3 separate regions of the Mus musculus genome follow, and regions 2 and 3 are each linked to region 1. A link is a contact called in public promoter capture Hi-C data. All regions are on one chromosome and are shown on one strand. The core of a region is the stretch at or near the end of the contact, and the rest is flanking DNA. Distances in the headings are between cores, read along the strand shown.

Region 1 (4,717 bases), core at 770-3,269:
TTATCTAGTGCTTCAGTGGGGTCATCGAAATGAGACAACCAGTTCAGAAGTCCCAGGACTCGGTGATATCTCCTCCCCTTAGAACTAAGGGGTAGACGTACTTTACTTATGAATGTGTCCATGATGGGCAGGTTAACATGGTCATTTCCACACAGCACCGCAAAGAGAGGTAGTAGAGCTTTGTTCATGTTGTTGAAGTAATGGCAGAATGCATTGAGGGAAAAGCTTCTGGCGGGAATGTAGTAATCTTGTGTATCTTTAATAGTGTTCAGATTTCTCCACTGGAAGCTATTCAGTGAGCAAAACCCACTTCTCAAGTCAAAAATGCAAAAGTCACTATCCGATGATAGCACAGGACAATTCCAGTGATTGGCAAGTGTCATAATGTCCCGATCTGCTTCTGAAAAGCTCTGTACGAAACATACCTCAAGCCTGATCAAAACCTGTATGAACACTTCTCGGATGAGTAAGGGGCACACATTCCCACCCCCACCAAGAGAAAGGGAACGGGCTGCTTGGATCTTCTCTTTTGCTCGATCCTTCAAAGTTGTCAGCTTTTTATCTGAAATGTCACATCCTCCATCTAATACAACATACGGACAAATATGACACACAAACAGTGATTCAAAGAATTTCTGTACAACATCTGCGAATAAATCATAGTCTCCTCCATACCTGAGCTCCAAGTCAGAATTGAAGCAAAGTCGGTGGAAGAGAGAATAGCCATCAATGATAAGTTTTGTGTTCCGCAATTTCAAATCAACGAAGAATTCATTACTATAATCTTCCACAAAGCTCATTAGTCCCCGAATACCCATGATGATCGACAGAAATCCCTGTTGAAACAAACAAAAAAAATCAATTGCTGGTCTTTTTGATGGCTATTCTTGGTTGTCAATCTGAGTATATCTAGAATCAATCAAGACCCAAACTGCAGGATACGCTGTTGAGGAACTTTGCTTGATTGGATTATTGGAGGTGGAAGACAGAACTTATATCTAGGCCACACCACCTCATGGCAGCCCATATAGAGATAAAGGAAGAAATCTGTTTTGTGAGGGTCAAGGCCAAAAGTCCTAAGCTATAAAAATGACAACCCAGCATAAGACACATAATGAGCCAATTTTTTTTTTCCTTATGGATAACTAGACCCTTGTTACAGGTCTTGAGTGTAGGGTACATTGGAGAGTAGTTTGAGCTAAGGAAAAACACAGCTTTATGCTTCTAGGATCCCAAGTATACAATTTCAACCTCAACTGGATTCTTACACCCCCTTACTAATGGCCTATCTGGCTAACAACTCATAGGATTAGTATTACTGGTTTCCCCCCTCGCCTCTGGCTTCAAATATCGCTTAGCACGATGCTATTGCCAGCCTTGCCCGTGTTTAAAATCGTGAAAGTTTTGCCAACCTTGGAATTTTTGCATTTTGATTTTTGTGGGGCTACCACATAAAAAAATGCATCCTCCTGAATTTTTTGCCTTTGGTATCAGCTTACATTATTGCACTTGATTTTTTATCTCACCTCAGATCCACCTCGGCCAACATCTCAACACTTTTTAATTCTGAATCGTCATGTCTTTCCCGGTTTGTCATGTGGTTTCTGCGAACTCACTGTAAACTAATGACTTGACCTTGAGCGAAGTAGCTCAAGGAATGCAAGCAAAGGGCAGGAAAAGGTAGGATCTAATTCCTCAACCACCAATCTTCCTACCTCAACCTGCTCCTGCCCTCCGGATCCGCCGGCTGCTTCCGCCCGACCGCCGGCTCACTTCACCAGCAGCAGCAGGTAGGATCCCGGGGAGAAACGGCAGACCCGCGGGTGCGTGGAAGACCGCGAGCGGAAACAGGAAGTGCTGCGAACGACGTCACTGGGAAGCCTGGCTCCGAGAAGCTGAGGGCTCTCCCTGGAGGAGAAAATGCTTTCGGGCCGGGTGGTGGGAACTTGGTGTGAGAGGTTGAGCCATTCCTCTCACACTTGCGGCCGCCTCCTCACCCTGCTCGCTTCGCCACGCCTCGAAGGGTCCGGCGCGCTTCCGTTGGATTGGACGCCGGAACGTCGACTTCCCAGCAGCCCCCGCGCCGTCTCCGTGGCGACGATGTTAAACAACCACGCCCTCCGAGGCAGCGAGCTCTAGGCTGACGGAGGCTTGGCCGGGCGCCGCAGGCTGGGGACCTGTAAAGGTAATGAAAGTGGATCTCTCGGGCAGCCGGGTCCCACAGCCCCTGGACCGCATTCCCCTTCGGGAGACTAAGCGCCCTGCTCCTCGATATACATTCACGCGCTCCGCGAAAAACTTAAGGTTTATTTGTTGAAGAGACAAGTTTTTTCGTTTTACCTCAGGGTTAGAGTTTACTTCTCAGGTCAGATTTAGTTAGCAGAACCTCAGGTCAAAACAGCTTCCTAGTTTTTTGGGTTTTTTGACATGGACATAAACCACTCAGTTCTTACCATCGGTAAACACTTGACTTTCTCTTTACCTGCCCCAGCGGGATGGGTACCCCAGGGATGGTTAGCACAAAGTGGGCGTCTCTCAGCTTTCTTCTAGTTCCTATTATGTTTTCTTTCCTTTACTTGTCTTTGGGTCACATTTGGTATGCTGGATCTTTCTTCGCTCTCCAAACGTTTGCTAACAACTGTATGTCAGCTGTTAGCTAGGCCCCAGGGATACAAGCATAACCTGTGTCCCTAGCACCCAAGTTCATCCTCTGCCCTAGGTTCAGATCCAGCCTGCAGTGTGTGTACATTCCATGGATACCAACTGAGATGAGGGCGACAGAGCTGATTCTGTGTGATGAGCCTGGAGAGGCTGCTCACACACTGCTGGGTTTATTACTCCATTACAAATAGAAGCTTTGGTCCTCCATCTTGAGTTCAGCTCTTTACTAAGTGGGGACTTTAATCGCCTCTCCACATTGAGAATTATTATTAGTGATCTGAAAGGCGACAGAGAGGCCATTTTTTTTTTTTGAACAGCCTAGTTTATCTAGAAATCACCACTTTTATGCCAGTCAAAGAAGCAAACAGAAGGTACCTTTTAGGACCTATTCTTTAGATTCTGCAGATTTTAGTAACGTTTCCTTGAGGAGAGGGGCATTGCTCTCACTGGGACTAGATCAAACCACAGATTAGTACATTATTTAAAGAAGACAAAATTACAAATAGGTTTTATGTTTTGCAGTTTTTTTTTTTCTGTTTGAGTGTCCTTGTAGGTTTTGTGGTAAATGTTGAGCCCACAGGTCAACACTATAACACTATTTTTTTCTCGTTGTTTTAGAATTGCTGAATATGAAAACCTAATGCCAAGGTGTACATAGTATTCAGCGTAAAGTCCTATTTTCATGTAGATTTTAAACAAAAGCACAGTTTTCAATAAAACATTCAACACTTTGATGGAATGGAGTAAGAGTGTGTTTTGTGGAATACTTTCTCATGGGACAGTTCTGCCATTCATAACATTTCATAGCTCCCTCAGGAACTGTGGCTTCACCTGTACTACACTTAGAGTCAGCTAGCTTTAAAACGCAGTCTTAGGTCTGAGGTGCATGTCCTTACTTCTAATCCAGGAGATAGCTCTGTACCCAGTGTGTACAATAGAAATGGAATCAGATCTTGCTTAAGATGGGGGGGGGGCACTGAATTGATATCCTTCCACATAGCTAGTCTAGCAAACAGACACCCCAAAACTGTGATTTAAAGTTGACATGGGCAAAAAGCAAAGGGAAGCAGAATATGCTAATCAGGGTTTAACCCCAATTTACTCTGTGCTGAGTCAAAGCAGACTGAGAGGGAGGAAAGCATCACCAGGGAGTTGGCCTATGTGTGCATTAGGGGAAGCCATGGCCCTGGGTTCGCATTGGTTTTTAAGTCGATGGGGAGTATAAATATCTAACAAAATATGAATCATAAAACAAATACACATTTCAGGAGTCAGTAAAAATGTGGCTCTAAACTATTGTGATAAAGTTGCATGTATAAGGAAGGCTCTTTTTCTATGAGAGAGTGCCTTCTGGAATTTACTGTATTTCCTTTCATCCTACAAAACACATGCACACACATACACACACACATACACACACACACACAGAGAGAGAGAGAGAGAGAAAGAGAGAGAGAGAGAGAGAGAGAGCACGAGCATTAGCTGGTGTGATAACACAAGATACACTGCAGGTATCATTGCCAAAAGCTTATACTTTTTTTTTTGTGGGAATCTTGTAGTTGCTTTTAGACACGATTTGTGGAGTTCCCATATATCTGGCATCAATCAACACTTCCCGTTTGACTTTTCAAACATCAGCTCGGATGCCCAACTGTTGTTTCTGTGAATGAACAAGCCAGTTTTATCTTGTTTGGAGCAATGCTGAAATTCCAAGAGACTGCGAAGTGTGTGGGCAGAAGACCCACAGTCATCCCCATGTACCCGACCGCTTTGATTGCAAGAAGATATGTTCTTCAGCAGAAACTTGGCAGTGGAAGTTTTGGAACTGTCTATCTGGTGTCAGACAAGAAAGCCAAACCTGGAGAGGAGCTGTAAGTAATAAACTGCGCATGTGTGCGTAGCCACAGGCTGCTTTAGAACACGGAGTCACATCTGATCTGTACTCTGTATCAAACAGGAAACTTACAAACAGAAAAGGGCTTCACAAATTTCTGTATAGATGCCCCACCTCCATTTTACTTGAAGTCACAGGGCTTTGCTTTTAAAAACTGAACTA
Region 2 (4,717 bases), core at 1,372-3,871, 1.3 Mb after region 1:
CCACACACACATTTGAGTGTAAATCTTACATGCATTACAGGTTAAGATCTGAAAACATGTTACCTGCATGTGACCTGACACCATACTGCACAAATGTCCTGCTTGGCCTTGCTCCTTGCTGGACAAACCCAGGACCTTGCATGGACAAGAGAGGAGCTCTCCCACTAAGTCAGAGCCCAGCTTCTGTGTCCCACAGCCTGCTCTGGCTTCAGCTCACTTCAGAGATGGTGAGCAAGGAGCAGCATAATGAGACTAGTGCATCAGAGCCACAGTCAGGAGGCCAAGTAGGACAGGTCTGATAGTCGCTCTTTTCTCCCCTCCCCTCCCCTCCCCTCCCCTCCCCTTCCCTCCCCTCCCCTCCCCTCCCCTCACCCCACTTGCTTCCTTTCTATCCACAAAGGAACTCATACAGCAGCTCTGGCTCACTATGTAGCCCAGGCTAGCCTCTAACTTGCAGCAATCCTCCACCTTCAGCCTCAGCTCCCCTCCCAAGTGCTAGCTGAATTACAGGTGTGGGTCACCACAAACAAATAAGATTTTTAAAAACCCAGATTTTAAAAAACCTTGTATTTTTAAGAAAGTTATTTCTGATGGCCAGACATAGTGTTATATGCCTTTAATCCTAGCACTTGGGAGACTGAGGCAGGTGGGTCTCTTTGAGTTTGAGGCTAGCCTGGTCTACAAATCAAATTCCAGAACAGCCATGGCTACACAGAGAAACCCTGTCTTGAAAAACAAGAGACAAAAAACAAACCAAAACAAACACCCCAAAAAAAGAGTTATTCCTGGAGCATGAGGTATCATGCCTATCATCCAGACACTTGGGCAGCAGAAGCAGGAGGACTGCCACGAGTTGAGTCCAGCCTGATCAATGTATCAAGACCATAAAGAAAAGGGAAAAGTTATTATCATTGAGGTTATCCTTTATCTACATGACGATGATAATTAAGGGCCCCCAAACATGCAGCTCCCCATGTTGAGTGCCTTCTTGTCTCTCTTACCTTTAGTTTTTCGATCACTAAGGGGTGTCCCCACTTTTCCGCTGAGTTTCCACTTTGAGCATAGTATTCAGCTACTTCCTTAAGACAGTGAAGAGAAAATGATTAGACCAAGTTAGTACAAAGCCACAATGTCATGAAAACCATGAGTGTGTGTGTGTGTGTGTGTGTGCACGCGCTCGCGTGTGCTGGCGCATTCAAATATGTGTGGGCTGGAACTCCTAATTCTGCATCAGCTGCCTAAGCGCTGGGATTACAGGCATGTGTCACCATCCTGGTTAGTAATGTTTCTTTTTATTAATAGGTGCAGAATAAAAAAACTTCTAAATATTTGTTCATCAAAAATTATTCTGATCCGGGCGTGGTGGCACAGGCCTTTAATCCCGGCACTCGGGAGGCAGAGGCAGGCAGATTTCTGACTTCGAGGCCAGCCTGGTCTACAAAGTGAGTTCCAGGACAGCCAGGGCTACACAGAGAAACCCTGTCTTGAAAAACCAAACAAAAAAAATTATTCTGCCTCGATATTAGACAGTAATAGACAGTAATAATCTGATTCCCAAGGTTTACATATTCTGTCTCCAGCAACATGGTACACAGTGGGCATAGAAACCTCTCAACTAAAAAGGCTGGGTGAGGCCGGGTGTGGTGGCACAGGCCTTTAATCCCGGCACTCGGGAGGCAGAGGCAGGCAGATTTCAGAGTTCAAGGCCAGCCTACAAAGTGAGTTACCAGGACAGCCAGGACTAAACAGAGAAACCCTGTCTCAAAAAAAAAAAAAAAAAAAAAAAAAAAGGCTGGGTGAAGTGTTACCAGTTGAAGATATATTAAGTAATGCACAGTTGTTCTGGAAGAAAACAACAAAACAGCTTCATCCTTCAGGCAGGCAGGAGGATGGGAACTAAAGTTTGTCCTCTGGGCTATGGAGGCTGACCTAGGCCTTGGTTCTCAATGGGCCACATCAGTCGGGCACAGGCTCATGATAAGGCCAGGGGCTGGACAGAGCATTTGGAACTTTGGTTCCATCAAAGCCAGGAGGCTTGAGAAGTGAAACCCAAGGAGGGAACAAATAGAACAGAGAAACACACAGAAAATCTGCACCTTTGGAGGCACAGCCTGGGGAGAAAGCCTTCACACAGCTCTCCGTTTGCAGTGAAACAGAAGAGAGAAATGTCAGGCTCAGAAACCTGCCTTCATCCAAGCCTGGGATCTAAATGCCAGACCTGAGCGGCCCTCAAACCTCACACCCAAATTAAGTTTACAATGTCCTGCCAGCAGTGGCCCCAAACAGCTGTCCAGAACTAAACCAGCCCTTCTAGAGGAAAGAGTTTGGTACAAAAACTCATGTGACTCCTTCAGAAAAAAAAAAAAAAAAAGAATTCACTCCACAGTCCATCCTGAAAAATCCCTAATCGCTGCAGGAAACCAGCCACCACAGGCAAGAATCAGCAAAACAGCCGTGTTTCCTTACAGCCACAGATATTGCTTACATTCACAGCATAAAATAGTTGTGGTGAGTAGATTCCAAAAAGAAAGAAAGGAATTACAAGATTGACAATGGGCTACTAAAACAAACTTGGGAAGCAAGCCAAGGAAACGGAAGCCTTGGCAATGAACCGTAAGAAGGCTACCGCTGGCAAGCTCCAGTACAGCTTCTTAAAGGCTGGTGGGACCGGAAGCTTCTCCTGCCCCCCGGGGAGGCCCTGGGGACCAACAGAGCAGGCGAGCACCTACAGTCCTTTGTTGAGTCTGGGCCTTTCTTCTTTAAGGGCTCTCTGGACATTTTTCACACTCTCCAAAGTTAGACTATGGAGAACTGAACAACACGGCAGGAAGAGCTAAAGCAATTACTTAGTTCAGAAACTTGAGAGAAGAAAAGTGTGAGTGAAAAAGGATATGCCGGACCCAGGAGACTGAGTGCTTACTTCCACGGCAACCATGAAGCTAGCAATGGGAGAGGACAGTGAGACGGCTCAGAGGGGAAGGGTACTTGCTGCCAAGACTGGCGGTGACCAGAGTTCGATCCCGCAGATCCGACTTCAATATGCATACCAACCCCCCCAAATAAATGAACAAATGTAATTACAAGGTCAAAAGGAAACTGAAGGGTGAAATCTTCAACTCCTGAGAGAAAGTAATTAACAACCTGGAATTCATATCCCAAACTGTTGGCTGCTGCTGCTGCTGGTGGCGGCACCCGTACCTATCATCTTAGCCCTCGAGAAGCTGAGGCAGGAGGATCATGAGTTTGAGGCCAGACTGAACTAATTAGGGAGACCCTGTCTCAAAACATTAAAGATTTAGGACAAAATAAAAGTATCATCAATAGGCAAGGTACTACCTATCCCCTCAAAAACAAAACAAAGCAAACACCAACCAAAGGGCAGCCACAAAAGCTCCCGCAGACTCTCAGCAAAGCAGCTCGGCTCCAAGAGAAACATCTGAGTTGCAAGAATGAACGATAAAGTAATAACAAAGTGGGAAAGTCTAAATTACACTGTTCAGGCCGAATAGTAACCTCTGCTTTGTACAACTGAAAGAGTACAATAGAAATAGGGGATGATAGTTCTACAAAAGCTTAGAGATGCAGTTATAAATACTTACAGCATCTCTTTATCAACTACTCTCTCTACACGTCAGCTAAAAGAATCATGGGGTTAAAGGTCATGGGAACTGTCAAAGCTTTTGGTGTGAATCATCAGGTTATTGTAGATTATTCTCCCAAACTACACTGCTTTTGGCAATTGACTACCATGTTCCTTTTAGGGAAGCAAGGCTTGTCTGGGGTCCAGCAATGTACAAGGCAGAGGCTCGCACTTTCAAAGGCTCCAGGATGGAGGGCGCTTGTCACATCTGTCAGGGAAATCGCTAGGCTTTCTGTTTGGGGCTGCATATTATGCCTGTTCCTAGGGGGCCATAGAAGGTCAGTGCCATTCATTGTGTTTGGTAATGAGTATATTAGGGAAGATGTTTATGGTGTCCTCATTCTGCCTACCTCATTATGACGCTACAGTTCTGAGAACCAAATCCTACCTGTGTTTACATGCCCGAGAAGGGTGGGTTCATCTTAAGCCATGCTAAAGAGATAGGAGGAGTAACTACTAATTACTCCTTTCATGAAATACTATACTTTTCCTTCCAAGAATTAACTGCCCCTAGCCCAGATTCCCGTGAGCTGAGCCACCTTGGGGTTTAGCTTGGTCTGCCCATCTTTCTGACTCAACTTTCCCCGTTCCTTCACTTTGGATGCTGGCCACTTTTTCTGGCACATTGTTTCCTTACTCTTCTCTGTCTACAGCCTCCCTCCCTGCCATGTGGCTGTCCGGTGCCATGTGGTGACTTTAATTATTCCTTAAGTGTGTCATGGCCTAGCTTTTCTTCTCCCCTCTGAGAAGCTCCTGAGACTTAGAACGTGACTGCCATGGGTCCCTTCCTTTGTAGGTATAATAACACTGCCCCCAAGCTTCCATTTGAGTCCACTTCTTAAAGTCTTTTAATAATGAGACCAGGAACTCCACAAGGGTCCCTGCATTTACCCGTATCATCTGGTGACCATGAAGAGACTCCCTTGAACTCTGGTAACGTCACCACTATGGCCTGTGTGTGCCCCCTACACCATGTTGCTTGTTCTGCCCGAATCGGAGTGCTAGTGTTCTTCACTGGTTTTCAAAAGGAAGAACTGGCGTGGTACAGTTTCAGAGATGGGTTATGTGTTCATTTTA
Region 3 (4,717 bases), core at 1,418-3,917, 1.1 Mb after region 1:
ATAGCTTGATAGTAAAGTCTAAGATTAATAAAGACTATGATAGAAGTCAAATATAAGCCGTCTATTTAAGTCAACAGAAATTGTATTCGAGAGGTTTCCGTTTGAGCAGCCTTTTCCCTGGTTCTGTCTTTAAGAAAGCCTTGGTCTTGATGTTAGGAATAAGTTCAGAGTCATAAAGAAAGAAACAGCCACTCCAATTAAAGTGTCTGGACCAGGTAACAGTGCATTTGTGATGAGAGGGTGCGCCACAGGCTAAAGCATGAGGGAAAGCACACAGAACCTGGTGTCCCTTTGGCTTTTGATGACTGTCTTTTCCTCATTGGTTGGGGGGGGGGGGCTAAATTTGGGGGTGAGGCAAGGCCTTTGGGTAAACAAAAGTCTTAACTGTTGGGGGTGGAGGGATTAAAACATGTACATAAAGGTTTTACAAGGTGAGGAAGAGAGACACATTTGTATCCCTTGTGGTAAATGGAAATTTTGCAGTTTTACACACACACACACACACACACACACATACAGGCTAATATTTCATGTTTCCTAAAATGTTGTTGTTTGGGGAGAGCTAGAAAACCCCAAAGGAGATATCCGAGACACTAAGGATTAGAAACGTTTACCCAGTTTATGAAGCAGACAGTTGACTGAACCACGGCTTTTATCAGTAAGGGCAAAGATCACTAACTACCATAGTTCCAAGCATGACCCAAGTGTGGAACAAGGAAGGATACAGAAAGAAGGGAGGCTGCAACCTGAGAGCTTAGGATGCTCGACAGCGCTGGGGATCCAGAACTGGTCAAGAGTTCCCAGCTCACCAAGCCTGCCTGTGTGAACTGTAGCTGGTGGAGACTCCTTTATGCTACCACATGAACACTGCAGGGACTGATACAATATGGCAAGTCTGCCCTGGTCTGGTTGTTCTAGTTGCTTTAGTTCTTGTGATGAGTTACCTGACAGGAAGCCACCCAAGAGACAAATGCTTGGTATGGACTTAAGTAGTAAGGAGTTACAGCCTATAATTGTGGCAGGACTACACAATTAAGACTCTTTGCATCTTGACAGAACAGGAAGCCAAGAGTGAGCCAGGAGTTGTGCCCAGCTACAAAACCTCAAGGCTTGTCCCTAGTGACCTAGTTCTTACAGCAAAGCTCCACTTCCCCCAGGTTTCACAATGTTCAAAAACAGCGACGCGACACAAGCTGGGTAGCACATGTCTAAACTCATGAGGTTATAGAGGGCATTGCAAACCACAATGCTGGGCAGTCTCTGTCTTCACTCCCTTTGCCGTGCACTCTTCTTCTCAGCCTCCCACTGGGTGAAGATCATAATGGAACTATTTGATGGAGACTACAACTGGCAAAGAAAAGACCAAATGTCCCTCTAAATGCATAATCCTACCACACATACACAAATTCTTACTTCCCCATACCATAAGAACCACAGCTTTCCCACACACCGCCTTCCAGGGCTTCCTATGACCACACCGCGATACAACCGGGGCCGTCCAGGTAAATTTAATGAAAATGCTGAGGATGTTTTGGGCAAACCATTGTTCTCTCTCTGTCCTTGGGGCTGAAACATCACAGCGGGTCACTCCGCCCACATCACCTGCAGATTCTCACTGTGCCTCTCCGGCCGATGTTGTTTCCTGTATCGAGGAGACTGCCAGAATGAGAAAAAAAAAAAAAAAAACCAGGAAGCCAAGTTTCTTCAGTGCATACCATCTTTCATAGAGTCCCAGTGAGGTCATGGCTAGAGAGTCAAGGGCGTGTCTTCCTCAGAAGGAAAGGGTCATCACCGAAGTTCGAGACTGTCAACAGCAAAGCAGTGTGGGTTTCTTTGGCTTTGCTTGTTTGTTTTCTGCTTTCATTTGTTAAGGTATGTTATTAGCATGTTGGTTGCACGTCTTAATGGGTCTCACTGCGCCTTTTTCATACGTGTGCATAATGCATCTCTATCAAATTCACTTCCGTACCTATCTTACCCTCCCGCTCAAGTTAATCCCGATTGTCATATTGACAGATTGTCCCTTTGTTGCTATTTGGTTTTGATTTGTGACCCAAGGAGTTCAGTCACAGGAGCTGGGAGTCGGGGCGGAGGACGCTGTGAGCTTTTTGTGATTGCTTGTGTGTATTTTCTACAGGGCCTCCAAACCCAGCTTTGCGTTGCTGCGAATGATCCCAATGATCCCAGATGCCTTCAGGCATGAAGAGAAATCTTCTGTGTATCCTTGACCTCCCTCTCCTGCCACTTTAAAACACCTTTATTGGCTCCATGAGAGTTTAAGACCAGACACCGCGTTTGGCAGGGGAACGAGCTTCCTCCTGTCGATACATGCCCACTACTGAGGCTTCCTCACACACACACTGAGCTGAATCCTAAACCTTCCAGAGGCAGGGGGAATTTCTTCCCAAAGGCTATGCATCACCATCCGGCTGTGGAAAAGATAAAGATGTGCCCGGAAAGCAAAAGAGAAGGCTGGGCAGGAGCCTGAGGTCTTGAGTTACGCCTGCTCTGGCTCCTAATTGAAGTGGAGGAGGCTGCTCTGAAGAAACTCACAGACGACCTGGCATTATTTGCATGCTAAGCTCTGCCCCACCCTCCTTGCAATCCTAATAGGGAAGAATGTGGCTCCGCCTTCCTGTCAATCTTTTGATTAAATAGGCACTTCCCTCCCGAAGGCTTCTGAAGTGCAGCACCTCCTAAGGCTGCCCAAAGCAGCTCTCTCCCCGACCATGCGAGCCGTTCCTCTGCCCCTGAGCCGGACAGCAAGCCTCAGCCTTGGCTTCTTGCTCCTGCTTTCTCTCTGCCTGGACCCAGGCCAAGCCAAGGAGTTGAAGTTTGTGACATTGGTAAGTACACCTTTTCTCATTGTTTTTCCTGTTCCGAGAACACTTGGTTAAGTGTTGCCTTTCGTGTTTCCTCTCTGCTGTCTGCCTGAGGGCAGGCACTGTTCAGACTCAGAAAGTGAGGAGTCGCACGAGTTTGTTTTAAAGACAACAACAGTCTCACGTGCTATCGATGGTACTGTTCCTTTACAGCTGCCCTCAAGTCCAATGCCTTCGGACTGACAGGTTACTTCAGGAGAACAGGCAGCGTAGAGCACAGTTCAGATATTCAGGAGCTAGCCTGGCCTCTTTCCATTCAGTGATCATTAGTTCGCAAACCAAGGACCAGTCAGTTTCTGAAGTCAAGTCTCTCGTGTTTATCATGACTCTGGAACATATGCCTGTAGTTATGTGTTTGATAGCACAAAAGACAAACTGAACAGAGTTTCAGAGTGACTATCAGATAAAAGATTCAGTTGACCATTAAAACCATGATTTTCCGTGCATATGGTAACTGAGACAAGCCATGAAAAGAAGAGATCTGTGACTTGCCTGTTGTCAAGGAAAAAATTATATACAGTCGGGTGTTAAAAAAAAAAAACATATGGGAAAGGGCTGGAGAGATGGCTCCATGGTTAAGAGCACTGACTGCTCTTCCAGAGGTCCTGAGTTCAAATCCCAGCAACCACATGGTGGCTCACAACCGTCTGTTGGGATCTGATGCCCTCTTCTGGTGTGTCTGAAGACAGGTACTGTGTACTTATATACATAAAATCAATAAATAATTCTTTAAAAAAATATATGGGAAGTGCATTTTCAAAGTCAGGAGGATTCACCTCCTCTTCCTCCCTGCAAGAGAATTCCCAGAAACGATTTTCATGACTTAGAGAAGGACGCCTCTTAGTTTGCACTTAAATATGATGTTCCTTTCCTGCCAAGGTGAGGTACTCAGGAGATTCTTTTCTTTCTACAGAAAAAAAAATCTTTAATTTTACATAAATTATGATTCTTAGTACAGTAGATCTTTACCAGTCGTGAGTCAGGAACGAAATGGAAGAAAGACAAAGACCCATCAAGCCATTTGCCAGCTGTGTGGCTTTTGTGTCCATAAAGCAACAAGACACCCCCTACCTTCTGCAGGAACACCTATGCGAGTTATTCTTTCCCTTCCACGCATGGCATCCTTGCCAACAAGCTCCTTAGAAGAGGATAGGGACCGTGGCATTGTGGCTGTGTTCTGTTGGTCGTGCCATACTGGGCTCGGAAACAGCTGGCTTCAAGGCAACCTTCTTTGAGGCATTAGAGTGGCCCTCTGAGTCCCAGCCACAGCCCAGGTAACTTGCCTTGGCTGCCAAAGATTGTGGGTCTTCTTTCCCTCCTGTCTGCCTCTCCGGTCTCCGTTAAAATACGGTCAGTGGCCAGCTGGTAAATTCTTCCTTAAAGAAGAACCAAGCTACGAAGGTAGCTGTCTTACAACTCAAAAGTTAACCAACACTGTATAAAGCAAATGTTATGTTTTCTACCGCGGCTTCTAGGAATGTTAAACAATGGGCAATTTAATGCATCTTCCTTGGCCTTAGCAAAACATCTTCTCTCTGATGATATCAGCCAGAAGGTCTCATTTTCTTCTTTTGATTGATTGTAAAGACTATTGTATATAAATAGTAACCTTGAACATTCAGAGAAATCCTCAGAAGATTTCTCTGAATCAGAAGATTTTTTTGTTTGTTTGTTTGTTTGCTTGCTTGTTTTTTCGAGACAGGGTTTCTCTGTGTAGCCCTGGCTGTCCTGGAACTCACTCTGTAGACCAGGCTGGCCTCAAACTTAGAAATCCTCCTGTCTCTGCCTCCCAAGTGCTGGGATTAAAGGCATGTGCCACCACTGCCCGGCTAATT

The links. Promoter capture Hi-C pulls out the DNA fragments that hold promoters and counts their contacts.
Region 2: a contact with region 1 is called in a promoter capture Hi-C map of liver, with 3 times the contacts expected there. The contact joins the enhancer-like site here to the promoter of Aste1 in region 1. A contact is called at or near these places in 10 of 39 promoter capture datasets (the 3T3-L1 cell line, the C10 cell line, embryonic stem cells and 5 more), 1 of 115 datasets of contacts at active chromatin or transcription factors (embryonic limb bud) and 2 of 9 other capture datasets (adipose tissue and liver).
Region 3: a contact with region 1 is called in a promoter capture Hi-C map of trophoblast stem cells, with 6 times the contacts expected there. The contact joins the promoter of Acpp here to the promoter of Aste1 in region 1. A contact is called at or near these places in 11 of 39 promoter capture datasets (the 3T3-L1 cell line, cranial neural crest, embryonic stem cells and 7 more), 2 of 484 Hi-C or Micro-C datasets (cerebellum and cortical neurons), 7 of 115 datasets of contacts at active chromatin or transcription factors (differentiating embryonic stem cells, embryonic forebrain, embryonic stem cells and 3 more) and 4 of 9 other capture datasets (adipose tissue, liver, macrophages and 1 more).

What each region holds. Positions count from the first base shown.
Region 1 is chr9:105,392,664-105,397,380 of GRCm38.p6, reverse strand. Aste1 (asteroid homolog 1) reads right to left here and starts at 2,019. Exons shown (of 5, transcript NM_025651.5): 1 at 1,716-2,019; 2 at 1-836. The coding sequence starts at 818. It overlaps Nek11 (NIMA (never in mitosis gene a)-related expressed kinase 11), which reads left to right and starts at 2,094. Exons shown (of 16, transcript NM_172461.3): 1 at 2,094-2,185; 2 at 4,221-4,532. The coding sequence starts at 4,360.
Region 2 is chr9:104,086,620-104,091,336 of GRCm38.p6, reverse strand. It overlaps Acad11 (acyl-Coenzyme A dehydrogenase family, member 11), which reads right to left. Exons shown (of 20, transcript NM_175324.4): 10 at 1,002-1,079. Among named protein-coding and RNA genes, the nearest start is that of Acad11, 25 kb to the right of the region's middle. Within about 2 kb of position 2,621, at least 46 of the 459 cell types and tissues checked have an H3K27ac peak or open chromatin away from gene starts, as enhancers often do. A contact at or near this core is called in adipose tissue and liver, where this site is marked.
Region 3 is chr9:104,335,672-104,340,388 of GRCm38.p6, reverse strand. Acpp (acid phosphatase, prostate) reads left to right here and starts at 2,667. Exons shown (of 11, transcript NM_207668.2): 1 at 2,667-2,846. The coding sequence starts at 2,730.